Linked DNA regions of Columba livia: region 1 is linked to region 2. Evidence: chromatin contacts called from public Hi-C data. All regions are on one chromosome and are shown on one strand. Each heading gives the region's core, a stretch centred on a gene start, on an enhancer-like site or on the middle of the called end of the contact. The rest is flanking DNA. Distances are from core to core; before and after follow the strand shown. Region 1 holds the start of SLC17A6 (solute carrier family 17 member 6). Region 2 overlaps GAS2 (growth arrest specific 2).

What was found. A called contact is a pair of places that touch in the nucleus more often than the background predicts.
Region 1: a contact with region 2 is called in a Hi-C map of liver, with 2.5 times the contacts expected there. The contact joins the promoter of SLC17A6 here to the enhancer-like site in region 2. A contact is called at or near these places in 2 of 2 Hi-C or Micro-C datasets (crop and liver).

What each region holds. Positions count from the first base shown.
Region 1 is chr5:64,188,960-64,195,285 of bColLiv1.pat.W.v2, reverse strand. SLC17A6 (solute carrier family 17 member 6) reads left to right here and starts at 4,401. Exons shown (of 12, transcript NM_001282833.1): 1 at 4,401-4,494. The coding sequence starts at 4,409.
Region 2 is chr5:63,977,266-63,984,015 of bColLiv1.pat.W.v2, reverse strand. All of the region lies in intron 8 of GAS2 (growth arrest specific 2), which reads left to right. Among named protein-coding and RNA genes, the nearest start is that of SVIP, 37 kb to the right of the region's middle. Within about 2 kb of position 3,980, at least 1 of the 3 cell types and tissues checked has an H3K27ac peak away from gene starts, as active enhancers do.

The sequences.
Region 1 (6,326 bases), core at 3,152-5,651, 210 kb before region 2:
ACAGTGACTCCTTTCAACACCCTTGTGTAATACACTTCTCAACAGGATATATCACAACCTATGTCTGGAGTTACATGTACAAAAACCCAAGGTCATTTCATAAAATACATCTTTAGCCACAGCTGGGCATATCTCCAAAAGTTAAAATCATCTATAAAGTATTGTCAAGCCAACTACATGTAGTTTTAGTTGGGATTTGGGAATCTTTATAGGTTGGAGTGCAGGATTCAGCATAGACACCTCTTTAATGTGTCAACACATGAACACTACATCTAAATCCTCACATTGTTCAATTGTGTGATTTTTTCCTGTTGTTGCTGTGAATCATCATGACACAGGAATATAAAGCAAAAGCCCACCTATGTTGTTCTAAGGTGTGACCTTCACAAAATCTGGGGAAAACGAGGAGGCTCCTGGTATAAAACAATCTCTTTGTCCCTCTTTTCTACTTCTGCAGTCAAAGGCGGAGATTTTATTTCAATGATTGTTTGAAATGTTGGATATTTCTTTTCAATAAACAGCTTATTGAAAAAGTGTTTACAAAACTGCTGCTTCTTCCTGGTGGCCTGACAAGCAAGAACATTATTTTGGCATTGCTTTGGGACTTTTTAGTTCCATAGTCCCAAAGAAGGTGCCATAAAGAGGAGTGAGAATTAGATCAGAATTTTTGAGGCATGTTTACGCTATCCTCAGTCCCAAATAACTCTGTATTACAGACATGTATTTAGCGACATAACTAAGATTTTAAGCACATAATATATTTCTGAAGATGATGCTGTATCATTAAGAGAAATCTTTTGTCATCTTTGAATAGATGGAGAAAAAAATATCTCAGATTTTATCTGTATGATCATATGAATATAAAGTAACACGTGATTCATTTCAAGAAATTCATTTTCAAAATGGATCATAAAATACATATAAGCTCTGCATTAGTGACACTTGGGAAAGAGCAAACCCATATTGCAGTGTATTAGCAGCAAAGATAAGGTAAAAAATGAAATTTAAATAATTTGTGGGTTTAAATCACTGATATGTAGCACAGATGAAAATTTTAGCTTAGCGTATAGTTTGCTTCAGCAAAATGAAAAACTTAGAGAAATCTATAATGCTGCGTTGACTTTGTAGTCCTCTAAAAGGGTTATACTACATTTAGACACTGTTCTGAGGGTTATAGTGGAAAATTTTGATATTAGATATATAGTGATAAGAAAAACCAAGCTAAGAACCACATCTGTAATTCATCTTTGTCAACTAACTTGTTGAAATAGCTCAGACAGAACTTGTAAAAAGGAACTATTTATAGAAACAAAAGGGCAGGCAAGGACTCAGTCCTTTAGCCTTCACACAACCAGAAGAAAATCTTATTAGGCAAAGAGAATTGTGTTTAATTACAAGATTTCAGGATAAAACAATAAGCTTCCTGCTCTGTGTGAAAAACTGCAGGCATCTGCAGCATCCTGCATCATACCGTATCATCCCACAGATATTCTTAGAGCTTTTGCAGAGCTGCATTTTTTTACTGGGTGACTTTTGACTGAATCTCTTTCCTTCTAGTCAAGACATGAACATTCAGCAGTGTTATCTGGACTAGAATTTTCTGCATAGTGTCCTGTTTCACCTGTCACTGACACCAGTGGAAAGAGCTCACAGTGATTCCACTGGAGTTTGAATTAGGTCTTTTGTGAGACAAGTCTGTCTGTGACAGGTATTCATCATAGAAATGATTATTGATGACAATTTTATTAACATATATTAATGCTATGTTTTGTTTCTTCTAGAAATTGCTTATACTACCGAGGTTAAATCACTAATATATAATGTTAAAAAGCTGACAAGTCTCTATATATTTTATAACACTAATGACATCAGCATTCTGCTGCTCTTATTAGTGCCTCAAGTGAAACCACAACAGCTGAGCTTGATCAGAATGTGACTCAGGAATATCAGGATGTAACATGTGATAGACACAAAATTTCTACTTCAGATGGCTGCAGCAGCAGCTTAGTCACTCACTACAGCATTTTACTATAACAAGGTTGTTTGCTATTTTGCGTATTTTATCCAAATAAGTACTAACTCATTCTCCTCTAGTTAGAGTCTACACCCAGAAATGTCTCATTTGGCCTTAAATTCATTTTTGTGTGATATGATAAAATATTCATCTTTCCCAAACCAGTCATCATTTACTTATTAAATGCTATTATTTTACTAATAATTATTGCTGCTACTTAGTAGCCATAGTATCAAAAACATGCCACTGCTGAGCTTTGTATAAAAAAGGGCCAGAGCTCCTTGTATATAGTGTGCAAATAAACAAAGCACCCTTGCCCTGCAGACTTTACACCCTCAGATTCCAGCTCAGAAAAGTGCTCAGTACTTTTCTGAAAGGTTATGGAATCTGGCCCCATTTCATCCCTGCAAAACAATTTCCTGTTCCTGCTGTCCCTCAGAAAAATCTATCAACATGGGTTTTCTCTGAGCATCTGCAATGACACACGGGAGCCATGGAACACTGGGAAGAGTTGCTTATATAACTGTGCAGCTTGGTGTGTACTGGGAAAAATCCTTTTGGCAGCACAAGGGTAGTGAAGACGCTGCACTGAAACCTGTGCTGAAAACCACATGCAGTACCTACCTTGACTTAGAAATCAACTCTGTGTTATGATGCTAATTAGCAACATTTCAATATAGTTTTAATTTATTTTCTACTGTAGTACTTTGTAGTGCTTTTATAAATTTGAAAGGAAATATCGAAATTCTAGATGGATTAGTCATTAGGGAAATGTCAATATTAAAATAATTGGTCTTGTATAAACGTGCTTTGCTGCTGTAAAACTTCATTAACCCTCCACCAGAGGGCAACGTCAGAAAAAAATATTGATATAAATCCAAAGAGCAGTTGTTTTTAGGATACTGCAGCTACGACACACATTTTCATCAGGGAATCTTACTTTTAAAGTATGCTGTTTACATTCTATCCCCAGCTAGGAAGTTCCTTCATTTTAGAAGGATTTGTTTAGAGCACAAGTTATACTTTTTTGTTGGTTTTGTGTGTTTTTTTTTTTTTATTAACAAATCTACAGAAACTTTAAGATTAACACGAAGCCTAAGAGAAATACAATGGATATGACTTCTAAATAAATACTACATTTTGCATCTTCAATCTACTTTGAAGTATTTTAAGTCAGAAAATGACTACTAGATTCTAGAAAGAAAAATAATTCTGTTCAGAATGTGCCCAGCTCATTGCAGTGCTGTAAATGCCACAAATGAAGTCTAAATGTTACACTGGCCTACTTGGAGGCGTGAAAGAAGAAGACACAAAAGAGATGGAAAATATGAAATGCTTATGAGAAAGCAGTCACTAATGGATGCCTCATATGATACAATGTAATCTGTTTGAGTAAATACGAGTATAGAGATAAATATACCTTTAGAATAGATATTATCTATTTATAGCAAGAGCAGCATTATTTGCAGTTAATTCCCTGTTTCCCCAGAAGCGCCACCGACTGCACCAAGGCCACGTCCTTTCTCCACACCAACGGTGTGAGCGACGCTCACCCCGACGTGTGGCAAACCCCATGGCACCGAGCTGGACTCAAAGAGGGAGGTGGCCATGGGTTCCCCCTCACGGGGCCCCACTTGCGCGGACGGGAGCGGGAGGCGGGGACGCGGCTCCGCGGGGCGCGGAGGAGGCGCGGCGCTGTCCGCGGTGCTGAAGGGGCCGCGGCGCTGTCCGCGGTGCTGAACGGGGCGAGGCGCCTCAGGGTGCCGCTCGCTTCTGCCGCCGCCTTGGGGCGCGACCTGCGCGGCCGCGCTGGGCGGGTGGGAGCGGCGCGGGGACACGCCAGGGCTCCTCGCCCTCCGAGGGATTTAGCCTGCGACACCGGGGCGCGGGGGACTTCGTGGCAGTCTGCCTAAGCCGGCGAATCGCCCCCCTCCCCCTCCAGCTCTACAGCCAGCGCCAAACCGAGATTGCTCTGAAACGCTCCCGCAAAGGGATCTCCGTCCCCTCCCAGACGGGCATGGCACTGCCTCCACCCGCCGCCACTGCACCCTGCGAGGCCGAGAAGACTTTCTGACCGTGCTTGGCAACTCCGCGCTGCCGGGAACCCCGGCGGCTGCCTGCAGCGCTCGCAGACTCCCCGCTCGCTGCCGCACACAGGCGCGCTCCCTCGCCCTCTCCCCCCCCGGCTCCGCACGCCGTCTCTCCCTCTCCCTCTCTCTCTCACACACACACACAGCGCGCACGCTTCCTCTCGCTCTCCCTTTACCCGGAGGTGCACTGATGGCCATTTAATGAGGGGGGCAAAGTTAAGAGATTAAACCAATATGAACCATCGTTGCTCGTAGCAGTGCCCTATCCAGAGCAGAGCAGAATCTGGCGAGCATCCCTGCAGGAATGGAGTCGGTAAAACAAAGGATTTTGACCCCTGGTAAGGAGGGATTGAAGAATTTTGCTGGAAAATCGCTTGGTCAACTCTACAGGTAAGACTGAGATCTCTCTTAGGACTCTACCTCCTAGAAAAAAATGGAAGCTTTCCTTTACTACCAGCTGCTGAAGGAGGTCGAATGCTTTGGGGAGGCTAGTGGTGGAGGGTCTGGGAGCTGCTGAGATACTGCTGATATAATCTGGAACCTGGAAACTAGTGCTGAAGCTTCTCAATATGGCACCCTCGTAACTTCTCTATCTGATTCGTAGATGGTGTCAGTGAATATGTAGCAAAAGATTACCCCATCTTTTTCGCACAAAACCAGGATCCTGTCGAAATCACGATGAGGAGAGAGCAGCCCCCTGAATTTTTGTTCCCTGTTAATTTTGCAATGCAGTCACAGGATCTTTCTCGCTGCCTTTACCAATCATTAAAAAATAATAATAATAATAATCTTTCCTGGTTTCGATTAGTCTTCTCCCTTGTGTAATTCGTCGTCAGAGGAAGATAAACATGGAGATGTATAAATAATTGATATCCGAACGATTTTTTTTCCCTGAAGCTGAAACATATAGAGGGATGTGTTTAATTATTTATCCGTCTGCCTTGAGAAGCATCCACTTGCCTTATAAGTAATACACAACTGCAATTGCTAAACTCAAAAACATCGCTCAGCAGTGTGTTTCTGTGTGTACAGAACATTTCTACCGCCTTCCAGACCTGTACACACAGATAAACAAGCCCAAATTCTCGCATACCTAAAAAGTGTATGCCCCAAAGTTGACACATCGTGTTCCATCCAATCTGGCGACTTTAGTGACCTCTAGGATGCGTGAGAACAGTCTGTGAAATTCCAACGTATTTTTCTATTGTCCCTTTTGCTAGAAATTACCCTGAAGATTTTCTTTTTCCCTCAAATTACAGATTAAAGGCAACTGCGGATTTATCTGCCATGGGTAGGGCACGTAGGAGTCTTTTTCCATACCTATGCGGCAGTGTTGGGCACAGGGCTGTTCCACAGCGTGAGTCACAACTTCTGCTGCCATTTTCAGGGAAGGGAACATATCAGTGAAGTGAGAAAGACAAAATTAACGCTTCCATTTTAGTAGGAAGGGTACAATTTTGAAAAGCCAAAAGCAAAACCAAAGCCATCAACAACGCAGTAAATATCCTACTGGTTTGAGTCATATTTAAGTAATTTTCAATGATCAGAAAAATAAATATTGATAATCCAGAATAACTTATTGAAATGTAATTGAAGAAATAAAGCTCTTTTTCACCCTAAAAGAGTCTACAACTTATACCGATCATGCCTACTGCTTTTATATAGTCCCACAGGGAATAATGAAGAAACGGTGTTCGTATTTTACAGCAAAATTCCGTTTGAACGCCCCTCTTGATTAACTAATGTCCGATTTACAAATCTTTTTCAACTCACGGGACTGAATTATTTTGTTTTCGATTCTTAAAATTAAAACAGTTTTCCCGTGCCTTGTACATTGATTCCTAGTGTCTTCCCGACGACAAGAAACCCATTCAGGGAGAAAACACTTCTACATCATCCTTTATTCGAACGAACGAATTTAGAACATAAAACCACGGTGGTTTATTTTATTCACAACATTTTTTAATGTTGCGGTCTTTAAATATGGAAAGAATTCTTCCAGCAAAGAAAAATCGGAAGAATTTCAACAGAGTAACTATTGGAGAAAATCCCTGTATTTTCTCCAAAACACGGAGAACCTTTTGAGCCTGATTCTGCTAATTGTTAGTGCCCCATTAGCCGGATGAATTAACCTCAAAGGGATTCTCCTCCGAGGAGAATTTCTGACATGAGAAAACACTCCTAAAACAGGGTTGATGGCAGAGTGTCGGGAAATGGTCACG
Region 2 (6,750 bases), core at 2,731-5,230:
CAGCTGTTTAAGGAAGATAACACCAAGCTTTGCATTTTCTTATTTGAACCTCCTGCTTGCTGAGGTGAAAAGGTCTTGTATGACAGTAATGTAAATAATATGTAGCACAAAGTGAGAACATCTATCTTTTATAGGATGATGCTGCAATATTTTATGGGGTAAATTAAAGTTGATATTCTTCACTGTGGCTTTAGATAATTAGTATACCATGCTAATTAAAAAAATGTTGTGATATACGTTGTATACAGTATACATTTACACTATAAACATAACTCATGCTACCATCTAGAGAAATGACAATAAATGAGGCTTATGTGGTGGCATCAGTAAACTGAAGTTTCTGCACCGTTCATCAGAGGTTGCCATTGAAAAATCAGGATTCAGGTGTGAAGATACATTAATTATCTCTTGCAATGTTCTTTAGCTTCAGGGTGATATTCTTGAAGAACTTGTAGCTTACATGGGAATTTCCAACTGGACTTTATATCTTGACTCAGGAATGATGGTTCTACATAGAAATGAATTGGGCATGATTTAACAAAAATGGTATGTAGGCTTTAAAAATATTTAATACAATGTGGTTTGGCCTTTCCATTCCTGAAATAACAGGAAAAAGTTCAAGTGGATTTTAAAAAGTGTTTTATTTCTCTGTCATTCTTATCAGTGTGAAAGCAATGGTTTTTCCTCCTGTTGCATTTAGTTACACTTTGTATCCATTCATGTTGCTCACTAAAAACTATCTATATGTACTGTATTTTATTTTGAAGTTAAGCTCCATTGCACCTCTGTGGCAACGTGCACCTAAAGAACTTTTTACCGTAAACAAAGGCAGCAGGATTTTATCCCATGTGTTTACTGATGAGTTTATCCTCTTTGTTGCCTTCTAATTCTGACCAGCAGAAAAGCAGTAAATACTCTGTTTCCAAATCTTTGTCACGCTGAAATATAGAATATTGTGTTTTAATGAGAGTATTCATGACTTGCATACCAACGGATTTGTCAAGCAAACTGTTCCGCTAGGATGGTTTTTTTTCTAGCTGAAGGTGATGTGCCTGCTCTTCCTAAAGAGATCTGAGGCAAGTTGAGGTTTTATTTTTTGTTTCCATTCTCTTAAAAAATGAATATTGCTTTTAGAATCCAAGGTCTAGACTTCTCTCTCCTTCGTTTGACGCCTACAGGGCTGTTTTCCATGCAGAGGAACATGTAATTCCTCTTTTTCTATGATGTTGATTAACTGGATTGTTCATCAACTTAGAAATTTACATGGCATATTACAATATTTATCTCTTACGTTTAAAAAGTAATGTGTTTGTTCGAGATATTCTTTGCTCTAAATTAAATTATGGGGATTTTTTTTACATTGATTTTTCAAGATTCCATCTTGCTGTTATGTTCAAAATTTAAAAGATAACAAACCAAATCTTCAGCTGCATCTGTGTGAGTCAGTAGGAATTGATTTCTCTTTCAAACACCAAAAGAAAAAGTATTTATCAAGAATAATTTTTCTGGCGGTGAATGGATAAAGCAATGCGACATTTATCTGTAGCAGTTATGTCCTTGAATTATTTATTAACCTGTCTAGGAGCCAAAGACTATGAAATAGTCATAATAATTTAGTGTATCTATCTTATATATGTAATAATGTAGAGATATTACTTTCAGGATATATTGAACTAGTAGAAATTTTTAGATTTTTTTTTTGGTAACTACAATATAATAAATTTTTCCTTTGAAATGTAATTTGCTGTTAATAATTTAGTGCAGTATTAATAGTTAATTTTACTTCATATTTTAAAATTAGTTTCCTAATTTAATCATTAAAAAAGCCTGGTTGATAAATGCTCTTGCTTACAGCACAATAAAAAAGGCAAGAGGTTTTGAGGTGATGTGCACTCACATTTTATGGTATATTTTGGTCTCATTGCCCATTCAAGCTGTTTGTGCTGAATACATATAAAATCTAGTTTATGATCAAGATACACAAACAGATTACAATACAGGTTTTACTAGTTCTCCATGTCAGAGTCTCGACTAGGCTGGACCAGTTACCATCTCTGCTTCTTGAAAGTGTGACCTCTTTGTACGTGGTAAATGGAAATAGTTGCAGCAAACGACTGTCCCAGCTCACAGGGGACCAAAATGATCCTTCCATGGCTCCTCCATCAACGAAAGTTGTAAATACGCAACCAAGGTCAATATTTGAGCCTGACTTTATTTTTTGTGGGTTTGTTTAATATCTTCATGCCATTAGCAGTAGCATTTGTTGAGTCCAAGTCTGCTTATATGCTTTGTGCATCAAATAATGGATTTTCACATAAGTTATTTTCTGCATAGTTTTACTCCTCTAGCAATGGAACATTAAAAAGACTATAATTACTGCCATTTTGCCTTGATGAAGCTTATTAATTATCACGTGAATGCTACAAAGTGCCAGCTTGGAGACAAATGTGAGTTGGTCAACAAACACTGAAGCCAGTGGTAGCCCATAAAAGCCAAGGGATAAAACTTCTCACTTCTCCAAACGTGGAATTTGGAGTTAAAATTGGATATTAAGTTCTGTTGAAATGTATACCCAGTGCCATTAGTTAACCTTAACAACATTGTTTTCTTTGCTTGAGTCCAGAAGGGATTTATTGTGATGGTCTTGAAGTAATGAGTTATTTCCTTGAGGGATATCTATACATGAAAACAGGCTTTTCTATATATTTGCTCATTTTCTATGTTCTGTCAAATGTATTTTCAGTCTTTTCCCTGTTCAAATGTACCCCAAAAATGTAATGAAAGCAAATGAGATCTGCAAATGGGAAGTAAAATAGATACCTAAAAGTAAACTTGAAGCCAGTTTACAGCTTTAGCTTAAAAATCACACACGTCCACAACCCCCAAATGTCAAGGGGGTATAGTTACTACTATTTCTTCTCTGTATACATATAAAACACAGACATCTATTACAAAGAATGTAAGGATAATCCTGGCTGGCCTGAAAAACCTTCTTTGCAAAAAGTATGTGTTTTAAATATCAATATTCTGTTGTGTCTGAGGTGTAGAACCGCAGTGGCATTCAGAATTCCGTGTAAAACCTTTTCACCAGAGTCACATAAATCAGGTAAAATGACAGGCTGGCGTTTTAGGTAAACCAGCTTTCCAGAAATGACTCTGCTGTTTGTGCTAATTTCTTGGTTCGTGTTACTTAACTGCTTCCCCGTGATTTACTGAGGGGCAAGAGGGAGAAGGAGTCATTTGGTGTTTCATAAGGGTACAAAGAACCCTGTTTCTCTTTCCTTCCCTCCTCCCTGCCCCAGTACTTCCAAGTATATATATTAGTGAGCCAAAGAATGATATCATGGCGCTTTCGGGCTGAAAGTGTACATTGTTCTCAAGTCTCCTTCTCCTTAGTCTACTTTGGTAGAGTGGTGGGTTGTTTTTTTTCTTTAAATTAAATTTAGTGCTTGCAAAAGAAGCTATAGGAAGTCCTACATAAGGAAATGGAGCGTAAGCCCTGATTTTGAAGGAGTCAGTGAAAGCCTGCTCTACATGTGTTGGTAATTGTGTTTCATTATCTCACAGGTTCAGGTGTAACGTAGCTAATTTGCTTAGGCTTACTGGCCTAATTTCGGAACCCCTTTTTCCAACTAAGGAAAAGTAACAGCAAAGTGGGGATGTTGTTTGTTTGGTTTGAACTTTTTTTAATCAGATATTATAATTTAAGTGGTTAGTCTTGACCTAGCCCTAGTTCAAAAAAAAAAACCCAACAAAAAAACCCCACCAATCTCTGTGGAGTTAAGTTGGTTCTCAGTGCTTCAGCAAATCCCATCAGCACACAAAAAAAGGTAGTGAGGATAAATAAACTAGTGGGTTAGGAGCACCTGAATATGTGTACAACAGTAGGGAAAGACCTTTTGTTAAAAGTGCTAAGCATCCAGATCCCTTTTGTCAGCTAGTGAAAAACATTGCAAAATGTCCTTAACATACTGACTAGGCTTGTGATGCCTTTTTAGCTCCTCTGCCTTTTCTCTACTGTGATTTCAATTTTGTCCAAAAAGGCTGGCCTGAGGGTTAAGCCAGATGAGATGCCTTCAAGCTCAAAGCCTTATACTGTGTAATATGGTGCCTATGGTATGAAAGTCTTTGCTGTAGGAAATATGGAGATCAAGCGTTTGATCCAGGTCTGGCAATGTGTCTACATCTGTATAAAAGGTTGGTCAATGAATTCTTCTGCAAAGCCAAGAGTCTGGCTGCATTTGGCTTAGAGCCTTCAAGTAATTTTTTTGAGCTTCTAGTGATTATTAATACATTGCCATTTAATACTTCAGGAATTATGTAGTATCCCTGCTTTTCTAATAGTGAAGTAAAGAATCCGATAGAAAAATAAGACTGCTGATGGTGAGAGACGATGTTGACATAAAAACAGAAATCACATTTTTACATTGTCTTCTTCACAGGAGGAATTAATTCATGCTTCCTAGCTGTTAAAAAATCATAGTACTTGCTTAGGAGATACTTTGAGCAGAAAATATGGGAAGAATTTCTCAGAACTGGTGTTTAGCATCAGCAGTGCTGGTCTAAGGGGGAGGTCTCTGTAGCTTTGGGGCTCTCTCCAGGGCTACTGATTTGGTTTGTCCATGGCCATGTAAGAAGTTAAAACCCACAGTCTTATTGTAATGATGAGTTTCCACTTTCAAAATCAACCTAATAACAAAAACTAAAAGTATTTTTTTAAATAGAAGCTAAAACTAGCTTACCAGATTCTCCAGCCTGAAGCAGCTTTGTTTGGCAACACACAATTCTTTGACTTTATCTGTAACACAGAAATGGAAAAAAATGTTATGAACCAGTTGACCTACCGCCCAAATACACGTTTGTATTTAGGAAGCCTCATCTGCTTTATATACCATGTGCACACTTAGATGTGCTCCCACGTATCATTCTTGTGTCAGCTGGGTGGTTCTGTGTTTCCATACTACGCTGGACTTCGGTGGAAGCAAAGTCTGTAGAGCCAATTGTGAACTTTCTGAGACAAAGAATGAGAATACCAATCAGTTCAAATCTAGAAATACTCCCCTGCCTTTTCTTAATGCTTGACATTCATCATTCCTTCTTCAATGTTTATCATTGATTTCTCAAATATTCCCCATATCTCCCAAGCTTAGATAGTTTCCTACTGAGACACAGCTCTTGACTTATCCTTAAGGCATGGGTGCTGCCCTAACTGCTCCACAAAATGCCTACGGCTTCAAGCAAGTTCAGGCAAGCTGATCTTCTATGAGTATAGTGGTCACCTAAGTGCACTGACTAGCCCCCTCCTCTTGGTCTAATCTGACCCTGCCAAATCCCCACCTTGAAGTTAGAATATGCATGTGGTGAGAGACACCATGCAGAACATTTCTTCACCAAAAGGGTTGTGAAGCACTGCAACAGGCTGCTCAGGGAAGTGATGGAGTCACCGTCCCTGGAGGTGTTTAAAAGATATGTAGACAAGGTTCTTAGTGACATGGTTTAGTGCTAGAGTTAGGTTATGGTTGGACTCGATGATCTCAAGGGTCTCTTCCAACCTAAGTAATTCGTTGATTCTGTGACAGTAGAAATTAATTCCCCCAGTGCCAGCTGGGAAACTGATTTCTCACAAACAGTTCCCTTGAAGACCTGATTTTGTGACAAGTTACATGCCAGCAGGATCTGCTTTGAAGCAGACATGGCTTAGTAAATGTATCTCACTTGCCATGCAGTTGCGATTAATTTCTTTGCAGGACTCTGGGCATGAAGACTTTGGCCTTTAGTATCTCATTTGAAAGAGTGCACTTGTTCACTTTCACTTTTTATTATGTCACATTTGTAGAATTTCAGTGTATGGTTTTAAGAAGTCAAGCATTGTCATGCTTCATTCTCAGATTATTTTTATATAAGTAATAATTTACTCACTGTGGATGGATTAATGGATCAAATCAAGGCTTTAGGGATTTAACAGACCTGTAGATTCAAGTAGCATTTTTAGGAACTGCAACAGTAGCTCCCTCTAGGCAGCTCTGGCCATGTTTAGATTATGAAATAGATGTCATTTTGGACACATGGGGTTTCTTGTATGTCCAGATCGAGTATGCAGCTAGAGCTGTTTGTTGTGGCTTCTCTTCTGTGGAAATCTGAAGATAAGAGGAAGAGATAAGGTTAAAAAAAAGAATAAAAATCTTGCTTTCTCATGGTTTAAGATGTGGCCAGCACACCGCATACAGATATGGCACATAGAAAGTGCTTTCTACCCCACAGTTCAGATGTAGCAGCAATAAATATGAGAGAATATATGAGAAGGCATTTCAGCCACAAATGTTTCCATAGCTTCTTTGGGCTTTACTGGAGCATCACCCAATCACCTTAACAGAAAGAGAACAAACCAAAAAAAAACGAACAACAACAAAACAACCTCCCCCTCAGTTATACAAAGAAATGTTTTCACTGTGCAAGGTCATCTTGTAAACATTCATTAAATTCTCTATTGACACATTATCAAAGGAAAATCTATTATGCTGACGCTAAGCAAAAAGCACTTTGAAATCTAAGGGTGAAGTATTGAAGTATGCAAGTATCCTTGCGTACTTGATCCTTTCATACTGGGTTTGTCTAAAGGTAGTTCTTCCTTTTGTTAGAAAGACTTTTTCTCTTTTCTTCGTTGATTTTTAAGCAGTTTTCCATAATTTCTGTTATTGAAATCATGGTTAAAAAGCATACAGGCAGTAGAAGTGGTTTCTGTCCCTATCT